Linked DNA regions of Siniperca chuatsi: region 1 is linked to region 2. The links are chromatin contacts, called in public Hi-C maps. All regions are on one chromosome and are shown on one strand. The core of a region is the stretch at or near the end of the contact, and the rest is flanking DNA. Distances in the headings are between cores, read along the strand shown. Region 1 holds the start of LOC122876603 (CD82 antigen-like). Region 2 holds the start of LOC122879039 (G2/mitotic-specific cyclin-B2-like).

Region 1 (6,101 bases), core at 1,122-3,621, 450 kb before region 2:
TTCATCTTCAAACTCGTAGTCTTCAGCCCCGACCCGACGCCGACTCAAGTGACATCACCTGAGGACGTTTATCAGGCTTCACGCAGCTCCCTCTCGAGGCTTCATCCAACGTCACATACGCTGTAGTTACTCCCCAACACCTGTTAAGATCAGCGAACTTGCACAGTTATTCAATTATGGCGGAGATGTAATGATCAATGTCCAGTTTAGTGACTTTGGGTCACACAGACTGACACTTAGAGGGAGGAGTTAAAGAGTTTAATGACTTCCTGTGGCGCTCTGTGGTGCATTGTGGGGGGATGAGTCTCCCGCTGACGGTGCTCCTTAGTTTGACCAGCACGTCATGGAGCGGGTGGGAGACGCTGTCCAAGATGGCGTGCAGTATTTCTAACTAGTTAGAAATAGTAGTTTCTAACTACTACTACTACTGTAGTTCTTCTAACCGTGACCGCGAACATAACGTGACGTTTCTGTTTGTGGGTTCGTAGAAAAAAAAAGAAATCAGGCCACCGTGATGCGAGAAGAAACCCCGGCTGTGAGGTCAGAGGTCAACCAGCTCACACAGCGCCATTAATCCCGAGCGTCACTCATCTGTTATAAAACCCTGTGAAGTCCAGCGATCCACTGAGTGTCTTCGGCCCTTCGCTTTGTTGGGCGCCTGCAGCGTTACGAGTCCGTGCGCTCGCCACAGTGCAGGCCGCAGAATAACGCCATTTATTATAGGCTCACGTTCCCTCACAGGCTGAACTGACTGTATGTGCTGTGGTGTGTGGAGGAGCATTGTACTCTTCAGCCTGACTTCATCACCCTCCTCCTCCTCCTCCTCCTCCACACAGACTGAATGGTGCTGAGCACTGGAGCAGGAACATTACCACAGCTACCAAGACTGAGGCCATGCCTTTATTTCTTTCTGCAAAGACTTTTAGCGACCTGCGGCGAGCTTACAGTCTACTGTTAAACTATTTTATTGGCTTATTCCAGTATTTTTTATTTTATTTTATTTAGTAGGCTATATTTAAATTTGACTACTTTTAGACCAATAAATAAATAAGGGATTATTTCCCCCGCCTAAATAAGTGTGGAGAGGGCCTCGCATCATCATTCAGACTTAAAACTTAACAATTAAATAACATTTACAGACGATATAATTTAGCAGTTAACTTAAATAAATTAAAAAGACTGACCAGGCAAAGAGTCTGCAGCCGTGTGCGAGGCTGTACACAGCGGCGCAGTGAGCTACATGCTAACATGCTGATATTTAGCTGGTGTAATGTTCACCATCTTAGTTTAGCATGTTAGCATGCTAACATTAGCTAATTAGCACCAAACACACCTGAGGCCGATTAGTTTTTTCAGGTATTTGGTCATAAACCAACGTGTCGGACACAGTTCATCCTGAGGGGAACATGAATGTCTGAAAATATAGTTTGAGCTGTACTTGACAGCAGTGTGTAACATGTATAATTACTTTATATGTAACATTTCACACGGTACAGTCTGCAGCCATACTGACTCTGTACATTAGCTTTGAGCTAAACGCTAACGTCAGTATGCTAACAAGCTAAATATATATCCTTATGGCAGTTTTGGCGTTGTGTGTTGTGATTTCTGATAATTTATACGGTGGTTCTTGTCATTAATGTATCTGATAAAAAAGGCAGGCCAGTCCATAAAATAATTTGGCCTAATAATAATAATAATAATAATAATAATAATACTCTTCGGTGGGTTAACTGCATCCCCTCTACACACGTTCGTTGTTGCAGAACAGAGGAAGTATTCAGATCCTTTACTTTAAGTAAAAGTACTAATACACACTGTGAAAATCCACAAGAAAAAGTCTGTGAGTATAATCAGGAAAACGTACTTAAAGTATTAAAGCAGTGCAGCGTCCCTGTGGCTGCTGTGCTGTTATATATTCTGTCATCAGGTTATTATTCCTCGTGCATTAATGTAAAGCAGGATGTTGCTGCTGCAGCTGATGAATATTTTCATTCTGGATCCATCTGCTGATTATTTTCTCCATCGATCGATCGATCGTTCGGTTTGTAAAACTTGTGAAAACGGTGAGAAACGACCCAGAGCCCAAAGTGACATTTAAATTATAAAAAAAAAAAAATTAAAAAGGAAAAGCAGCAAATCTCTCAAATGATTATCAAAATAGTTGCCAATTAATTTGCTGTCAATCAAACTAATTGATTAGTCGACTAATCCTTTCTGCTGCACTTGTATAAAACATCACATTTTGTGTTTTTTTTTTATTTAAAAATCTTAATTTGTAAAGTAACTGAAGTTATCAGATAAATGCAGTGAAGTAAAAAGGTACATTTCCCTCTGAAGTACCTCAAAGCACCTCAGATTGTGCAGAACGGGCGTGCTGCTGCTGCGGGTGGAGGTGCGGGCTCTGCGGGCTCTGCGGGGATTTAGGGGTTAAAGGCTCGTTAATTCCCATATCTGCCACACGGTGGGGACCGGAGGACTGCTCTGCAGACTCGCTTTGCAGACTCGCTGCTGCTGCTTTGTTGGTCCCGTCGAGCAGGAGGTCACTCAGTCCGCTCCCAGTCCGCTCACAGCGCGCTCAGGACCCGCACAGGACCCGCACGGGACCCGCACCGCTCCGACAGCACCTCTCTCCGCGGTTCAAACGCTAAAAACACGTGAGTAGACCTGTCTGGAAACGGAAACTGCTGCTTCTCTTAACTCCAAGCTTTTCTTTTCTGTTTTGTGTGTGTGTGTGTGTGTGTGTGTGTGTGTGTGTGAGAGCACGAGGCGTGTGTGTGGCTGCGCGGGCGATCGGGTTTCGTATCAATCATCGATTGATCGATACTTTGTGTAGAAGGGCCACGTTTTGGACGCTGCTTTCTGAATTTCGTGAAGTGAGCGGGACTGATGATGTGGCGCGCGAGAGGATGATTTATGTATTTGACACAACGGAGAGCTTCACCATCAGACCACTTTGACTCAAACACTCACCTTTTACACCTCACTCAGGTACCTTTTGTCCTTTTTAGAGGCTAAAACAAAACAAAATGTGATTAACTCCAAAGTTTGTCAGAACTTGACTAACTTTATTTAAAGCTTTGCGAGACACAAACAGCTGCAAAGAGAAAATGATAGTAAAGTTGATCATCTCTGGCGGACTTTGCCCCAAAACTGGACTTTGTAGATGCGCACAGTTTGTTTGATAAGATATCAGACACAGCTGATCCACTCAGTGTCCAGTATTTTAAGCCAGCTTTTCACCGTTTTCACGTCCTGAAAGTTTAAAGGAGTCAGGAGTTTTACTCCCATGTGGGCGAAACAGCATTCAGACCAGAGGCTGCCAACCTTTTTGTGCTCTGACCCCTTAAAACAAAACCGTGTCCGCTCGAGACGCCTCCTCGCTGGCTGCTTGTGTCCCCTGGTTGTGGCACAGTGTAGTATTTGTCTTTTTTTTTTATTTTAATTTCAGAGGCCCGAAGAGGTAAAACGAGCCCACATTTGACCAGATTAGAGGACAGCGTGAAAAGTAAACATGGTTTGCAGAAATGCTTCTGGCTGCTGCTCTGATTCAAACCGTCACGAGACACTAAAACTCCCTAAACTTCAACGTTAAAGAGCCGCTTCACAGAAACGTCCAAACGAGCAAATGAAAAGTGGACTGCAGGACTGTCAGGCTGGTGAAGCTACAACTAATGATGATGTTAATTATTCATTAATCAGTTTATTGTTGGTGAGGCTTCATTGATCCCCAGAGGGGAAACTCTGCAGCACGAGGACAGAAATTAGAAAAGATGAACAGAAAGTAAAGAATTAAAAACAGAAACTAGACATTTGAACTCAAATTACAAGGCGAGAGTGACACGTGATTAGTAGCAGCGTGTCATAAAATAGCGAAGAGGCCCAACGCGGTTTCCCCGAGCTCAAGCTGCCGTCTGCAAATCAAACCCAACGAGCTTCAGTTGACAAACCGTCCAAATTAGACGACGAAATCCGTCGTCCGTCCAACGACACGCGCGCGTTTTCTGATCTGACGCCTCTCAGCGGGACGACGTCGCTCAAAAGCCGTTTACGACTCGCTGTTAACGAGACGCGCGTCGGTTTTATGCTCTTTCTCTGAAGCTAACCAAGTCGTTCTGTGCCTAAACCGAACCAAAGCGTTGTGATTTTTGTTGAAATAGCTAGTTAAGTTTGCTTAAAAACGCTGCTGGTTAGAAGCAGGAAACAAACGGCGGCCTCCGGCGTTCGAGTCCCGCGTTTCTTCGGCCGATCCGTCCACCTGGACCTCTTCGCTCCGCAGGAACGTCGCCCGACTTCCTCCTCTGCTCCCGTCGTAACTAACCACCTGAGCGTAAACGCGTGGTTTTGTGGCGTTTTGCTGATTCTGTCGTCTCTGGAGGACAGTCGCGCACCTTTTTCACATTTGAGAAGCTGGAAACATCTCACGTTTTGGCTTGAAAACTTAAAAAGATTCATCGTTTTTTTTTTTATCAAATTTTAATTTGGCATTTCTCTACCGCAGTTCCTCGTGACTGATCAGCCGACAGGCAGAACACGCAGATGCAGTATATCTCCAGTAAGCTAACATCGCCTGGTTGATTTATCGGTGCAGCTCCGGTCAGACAACAGGGAGAAAATGCCGAATGCAGTTTCCTGAAGTATGTCGGATGTCTTGTTTTGTTCGACCGACAGTCGAAGACCCGAAGATATTCAGTTTGTAATGATTTTAAAACGGACGAGCAGCAAATCCTACAAAAAACTTCTCAATAGTTTGTATTTGTTTTGTTTTTGTTTCCATTGCAAGCTTCTGTTGCTTCAACTGAGTCATTTCACTTAATTTCTTGTGACGTTACGGCTTCTTCTGCCTTTTTTCTGTGTGGTTTTTAAAAATGGTTTGTTTCTATCGTGACTTGTTTTTTGCGTGGACTCGGGAAGACCAGCGACCGCTTTGTGGAAGCTGATGCGGATCCGAATAAAGAATAAAGTGACAGGTTTGGAAAAAGTGACTTAAACCATTAATCACTTATCAACATAGTGGCGTCTGTCAATCAGCTGATCGTTCCCTTAACTGAAGCCGGAGAGGAGGGAAACCTCCATCGCTGAAAATAAATCCATGCAGTCAAACTTCCAGAGCTGAGTGGGACTGTTGTGTGTTTACGAGGATATATAAATTACTTTAAAGTCATTTTAGATTACTAATGCTAATATCAGAGCTAGCTTTAGCTATTGCTAGCCTAGCTACCATGGCCAGTCTGACTAATCCATAACAGAAAACTAACCAGACAATACTTGTATTGTTTTTGGCGTGTTTGATGTTTTAGTAGAACGCGACCACACATACCATCAAATAAAACTCACGTCGCGTGCATAGGTATGGCATATTATTTATTATTCACCATAAATACTTTGACTGAGTAACCGGTCGTCCTGGCACAAGCCGCCAGACACCAAAAAGGACAGGATCTGCTTCTGAGGTGTAGCGGAGTAGAAGTATAAACCAGCATAAAACGGAAATACTCAAGTAAAGTACAACTTCAGTACTTGAGTAAATGTTCTTAGTTACTTTCCACCACAGCCGACTGGAAACCAGCTCTGCTTGTTGTCTAGCAGAGACTCGCCCACAGCGACGCACGAGTCCACAACCTGTTCGCCCTGTTCGGTAGCAGTTCCCCGAAGGTAATTAAGGGTTTGAACGAGCTGCTCACGTTTCTGCTCCACAGCAAACAGCACGGAGGACTGGAGTCGGGCTCTGCTCACTAACTGAAGGTCGTTGCTGTCTGCTGAAAGGTTAGTTATGAACTAAGCTGGTGAATATCCTCAAACAAAACACATTATGGTACCTTACTTTGAGAAACAGTCAACAAAAGAAGAATAAATAAACAGTCTGACCAGATATTCGGCCCCAACTTTTGGTAATTGACAGTTTTTGATTATTTACAGTTCGGTCGGTACCAAAAGACGATTGCGGTTCAGTACTCGGCCCTAAAATCCACTGATCGATTTGTTTGTCTGTGAGCAGCAAATCTGAAGAAAACTGGCGAATGGATTTCTGCGAGTTGGTAGTTTGTCAGGTCGGACCGTCACGCCGCTGAAACTGGAGCTGGAGCCATCGGTCGATTTTA
Region 2 (5,519 bases), core at 1,769-4,268:
CTCGGAGGGCGGTAGTGCACCATGTCGTAGTCGATGAGGGTCAACTCCATCAGGTACTTGGCCAGCGTGTGTCTCTCTACATCAGACTGAGACAGAAACATCCAGCCTGCTGAGAACATTTTACAAAGTCTTGCCAGTAGTCATTTTAGCAAAACACCGGTCTGATAGTCTCTGTACGCATTAGTCTGCAGTCCTGGCAAATTAAGCGTTAAAGTCTAAGTAAATTAAATAACGATGTCACGCAAAATTGCTGTTATTTAATAAATTGCAAGAGACAAAACATTTCTGCACAAACTACCTGTTTTATTGCACTGTACTCCAACCCATCATCTTGGTTACAGTGCGTGTTACCTACAAATGTGGACTGCTGATCTGACTTTTAAGAACATTTGTATTTGTTAATACAAAATATGAAGACGTATATGTTGATTTTGGGAAGTGATAGTTCTGTATTTCTACCACAGTCACATGGGGTTCCACAGGGTTCAAGTTTGGGTCCTGTTTTGTTCACAATTTCTCTCAATATTACATCCGCCATAACAAACTGTAATGCCCATCTTTATGCAAATGATAAAGTTCTGTATTGTTTTGCAGATACTATGCAGGGTTTCAGGGTACAACTATCTTGGGATCTGACTGGATCAAAATGTTACATTTAAATTTCACATTGACACTGAGCCGTCTTCAACTATGGTGATGTTATCTATCGACACGCCTCTGCCTCCACTCTTAAACCGCTAGATTCAGTTTATTACTGGTGACAGTTACTCTACTCATTGCATCTTGTATGAAAAGGTTGTGTTGACATCTAACAGACGCGACAGACACTGTTTCTATTTATTTATAAAGCCCTTAATGGCAACTTGCCATTATATATTACTTCCTTATTAAACTGGTCCCACAGTCATTTGACGCCATCTAGTGATTGTTGATGCTCCATGTGCAAAAGCTACATTTGGGAAAACTGCTTTTAGTTTTTGTGCTCTACACTTTACACTCACTTTTGTACAGGTCAAGTTAAAACCATGATTACAAACTACTCTAAACACAATTACAGTTTAGTGCAAACTATTCTGTTGCTGTCCGTTTTTTTCAGTAATTCTGTTTTTTCTGTAATTATCTCGTGTATTCTCATCGTTTAAAATGACGGCACGCCCTGAACGATTCCTCGAGATTTAAATAAAAGTTGAACGGGTAAGAGCGACTCTTTTGCACAAAAGTGGGAAAAGTTCTCATCTGAACATTTGAGCACAATCTTTGTTGCCGCTCTGATGGATGCAACAGGTGCTTATTGCAGTTTGTGCTAAAACTGATGAACAGATTTTTACACTTTTGGTTAATATAAGCTTGATAAATACAAGTCTCAACAGGAATAAGTTACATCCCTACAGCAAATCCATACAAAAACTCACATTAGCCACCTTGGAAGCCCGTCTGAGGAAGTGTAATGGAAGAGGACGTCCCAGCTGAAAATTGAGGCTCCTCAAAACCACCTGCTCCATCTCCAGGATCTGAGACTTGGTAAATGCGTTGTCTGTGATGTAGGCGAAGTCTCCGACCTCTGGAGCGTACATCTCCTCGTATTTACAGGCCACCAGCATGGCAGTCACACCAACGAGCTGCAGCTTTCTGCGAGAGACCGGCTGGACCTGCAGCACAGCGGGAGACGTTTAAACTCCGTTCACAAAAACACACAAAGAGAGAATATTTAGAGGTTTCTTACCTGGAGAAAACGATCCAGGATGGCAACTGTGAGGTACAGAGTCTCCTGCAGCAGCTGGAACCTGGAGTGAACCTGGACCAGCCAGTCGATCAGAAGAGCTCGCATGCGTTCAGTGATTTCATAACCCTGCATGTAGTTGGCTCGTACGGCCTGCTGCACCTGTGGAAACAGACAGTGATGGATACAAAGCGATGCAGGGTGAGCGCAGAGAGTTTGGCTGACGGAGGGAGTAGATTACCTCCAGGACGTGTAGATAATTATAGATATCTTTGACATATTGTGAGCAGAGCTGCGGCAGGTCTGCGTCCTCCTCGTCGACGTCCTGCACCGTGAGCAGCGCCTCAGAGAAAGCCTGGCACAGCTCCTCCTCCTCCTTCATGGACACGTCAGCCGACTCCTCTGAAACTGGGGGGAGGCGATCTGCGGGTGCTTGGACCTGGACTACTGGATGCACCACCTGGCCCTCAGCGGGTTTAGCTTTTTGGGCACACAGTGGCTTGGCTGATGCTTTGGCTCGTCCCAGCCTCTGAGGAAATAAGTCAAATGCAGTTTTATTCATAAACTGAGGTTTATTGAGTTTTGAAAGATAATGCAACGTGTTTAACTTTATAAGTTACTTTAGTCCAACTGCAGCAGTCTTTGTGCACTACATGGCCTGATGAACTGTCAAACATGTGATTGTTGAACATCACAGGTCTGGCTTTGTGGACAAGGCTGTCCATATACTTTTGGCCATGTAGTGTAGCTTGTCTCGGGTTCTTGAGGCTCACAGCGCTGATTACAAGTGAGACAACAAACTGTTGTTGCTCCATAGTAGAGTTACCTTTGTGTTGCCTGCTGCTGGAGGAAAGTTGGTAATCTCTCCGAGAGCGGCTCTCCTCAGACCTGCAGCCGCGGGTTTACCCACCTTCAGCGGGTTCTCTGCGGCTGGGAGCTGCTGAAGCAGAAGGACACACGGCTCAGACACTCTGGAGAAGCTTAGGAAACGCTGCCCGGCGTAAAGTTACATTATAAAAGAAGCACATGCGAACAAAAAGCCGAGCAGGCAGCAGACGGTAGTGTTAGCTAACGATGCTAGCTAGCGAAGCTAACAGCTAAACGCAGTAAAACAGCGAAATAATTTCTGTTTACTCACCACAGCACGAACTTCCACAGACAACATGTTTAACGTCGGCAGCAACGAGGCCAAACTGGGACTTAAAAAAAGAAACGACGATTTATTTTAGCACCAAGCAGCGCAGTTTACCGACAAGACCCGTGCACACCGACTTCTGCAGGTAAACAACACGGAGACGAGCAGCTTTCAAATAGCGCTCCGACAAATCTGATTGGTTGCAGCTTTAGTAAGACGCTCCTGATTGGCCGACAGCCGGAAGTCAAAGGTACGATTTACGGGCTTTAAAAATCGAATCATAATAATCACAAGAATAATGATGATAATAATAATGTTAAATTATTATGAATTAAATACTAGCCACGATGTATTTTATAATGTTTTCATTGATTCTTTTATACAGTCTATGATTGATCCCGATACCCAGGTCATGATGCTTACAGCACGTGGGCTGTATGATCGGTGATATTGATCTCTATTAACGACTTCAGCACAAAGTAATTGCTTGTTTGTGCTAAATGGCCATTAAATAAGGAAGAAAAATATTTAAAGTAAAATGTAGATGATCCCAGATCTTTTTAAAACTGTACTCATTTATATTACTGTACATTCTTTTTATAATTCTGCTTTTATTTCCCATTTAAATGCCAACTACCTAAATACCTAATCAATTTATTGATGGGTTAATTCATTCTTTTATTAATTCCTGTTTTATTGTGCAATTATTAGAATGTTTTATAACCATAATTATTATTATTATTATTATTATTATTATGGAGCTCATTATGTCTCACAGGACAAAGAGGATTAAATAAATAAGTTTATAACCGGCCAACTCCTGCGGTTTTTAAGTTACAGAGGAAAGTTGCTTCTGTGTCTTCTGGGTCCATCAGCTCTGAAACGAGGAAAACACCACATCTGTACTGCATACTGTACCAAAGACCACTGAACTGCATTTCTGTGGTACGACTGAAAAAACACACAACCGTGTTTGGAATAAATAAACCTCTCACATATAAATTGTATTGTCCATTTACGTCTGGTCAAACTGATGGCCTAATATTTTATTCACAGTCTTAGTAAGCCACTTCAAAACTAGCTGCCAACATCCAGAACAAGCTGTGCTGTGGCTTTTAAGAAATATCAGACCTGCACGAACGTTTTCCATTAACCAGGCCCTAAACCCACAGCTCACTGTTTCCTATCAACTTAGAGGGGAACACAGGCCATTAAAAAATACATCATTCGTCCTCCTGTTTAAGCTTTTATTGAGATTGTGCCGTAAAATCACTAAATGGCTGCATCAGTATAAATCTATCTGGACAACAGCTGTACAGAATTTCAAAATAAGACCATTTGTAGTCCAATTTGAAGTCTCATTCTGTATCTCTTACATTTGAGTAATAAACACCTATTCATCCATTTATATTGGCTGGTGCTCCTTTAAAAAAAAAAAAAGGAAAACAATATGTTATTTCAGCCAGTGCAATAATGACATTATCTTGCCAATAGAGGGTTTAGGATAAGAGTAAACATCCCTGAAGTCTCAAGAGTTCACAAAGACGACCAATTTTATTTCTTGACAGGAAATCAGCAGGTCTTTATTTGAGCATCTTCTGAAAGCGTTACTGCAGCTATGCCTTCACATAACCATGAAATTGCAATACATAAAACAGTACAAAAATACGACCCTGATGGACGGTTGAATAATAAAAAGCTCCTCTTCATGTGGTTCCACTCAAGCCATGAGAGTTCACACCAACAGAGGGTTTAAGCAGTTATATTTTCCAATATGATGAGAAAACAGCAGCCCAGATTTAAATCATAACTCTGGAATTATTCTATATTTTTATTATTGTCAACAAATCCCATGAAAAGATCAAAACCAACAATGAATTGATGCTACAAACAAGAGTTGTCTGATTTATCTTATTCCTCTGCGCAATAGAGCTCCATTGACTCACTACAGCACCAAATACGTATTAATCCACCACTGAAAATAGTCCCCAACAAATGCAGTATTTCCTCCTATTTGAGTAACGTTCGATAGAAACTAGCGTCCAGCTGTTTTTTTTTGCTGAACCTTTTGAAACTAGAACTATATATTTGTGAGAGATTTGCATCTCCAGTAGGAACCAAAGGGTTCGGAGCTGAGAGCCACAGACAGAGTAGGGAGGTGGGAAAGTAATGCATTGTTGGTTTTGGTCTTTTCATGGGATTTGATGACAACAAAAATACAAAAACAGCAGCAGCCTTATCCTTGAAGATTGTACAAATCCAGTAAACTTGCCAAATATGTAACTGAAATGAGGAATGACCCAAAAACACTTAAGATTGATGCAAATTTGTGGAAGAAAGTACTGAATTACCTTAAATATAGTTAATAAGTACAGAGGATCTTTCATACAGTAGCTGGGAAATCTCAGTGGAATGAAACAAAGTTTTATGGCAGCTTAGGGTTAAGATGAACAGGTTAACCTAACTGAAGGTGATTTTAAGAAAAAGTTCATGATACTTTTTATTCAGTTGCTAATTTAATGGTTGTATAAAGTGACACATTCCCAGAAAAAAAAAAAAAAAAAAAAAAAAAAAAAAAAACATTCACAAAAATGCCAGCTCCACAGTGGGTGAAACTATGGCAGTAAAAACAGTATTGGTCCAATATTGATTTTTATTTAACTG

Evidence for each region. Hi-C and Micro-C count contacts between places; a contact is called where the count stands out from the background.
Region 1: a contact with region 2 is called in a Hi-C map of liver, with 10 times the contacts expected there. The contact joins the promoter of LOC122876603 here to the promoter of LOC122879039 in region 2. A contact is called at or near these places in 3 of 3 Hi-C or Micro-C datasets (liver, skeletal muscle and an unstated tissue).

What each region holds. Positions count from the first base shown.
Region 1 is chrLG1:3,358,907-3,365,007 of ASM2008510v1, reverse strand. It overlaps LOC122876603 (CD82 antigen-like), which reads left to right and starts at 2,371. Exons shown (of 10, transcript XM_044197174.1): 1 at 2,371-2,657; 2 at 4,502-5,766.
Region 2 is chrLG1:2,912,843-2,918,361 of ASM2008510v1, reverse strand. It overlaps LOC122879039 (G2/mitotic-specific cyclin-B2-like), which reads right to left and starts at 3,018. Exons shown (of 9, transcript XM_044202685.1): 1 at 2,859-3,018; 2 at 2,547-2,660; 3 at 1,962-2,249; 4 at 1,724-1,882; 5 at 1,413-1,649; 6 at 14-86; 7 at 1-11. The coding sequence starts at 2,885. cars1 (cysteine--tRNA ligase, cytoplasmic) reads right to left here. Exons shown (of 22, transcript XM_044202607.1): 22 at 4,391-5,519.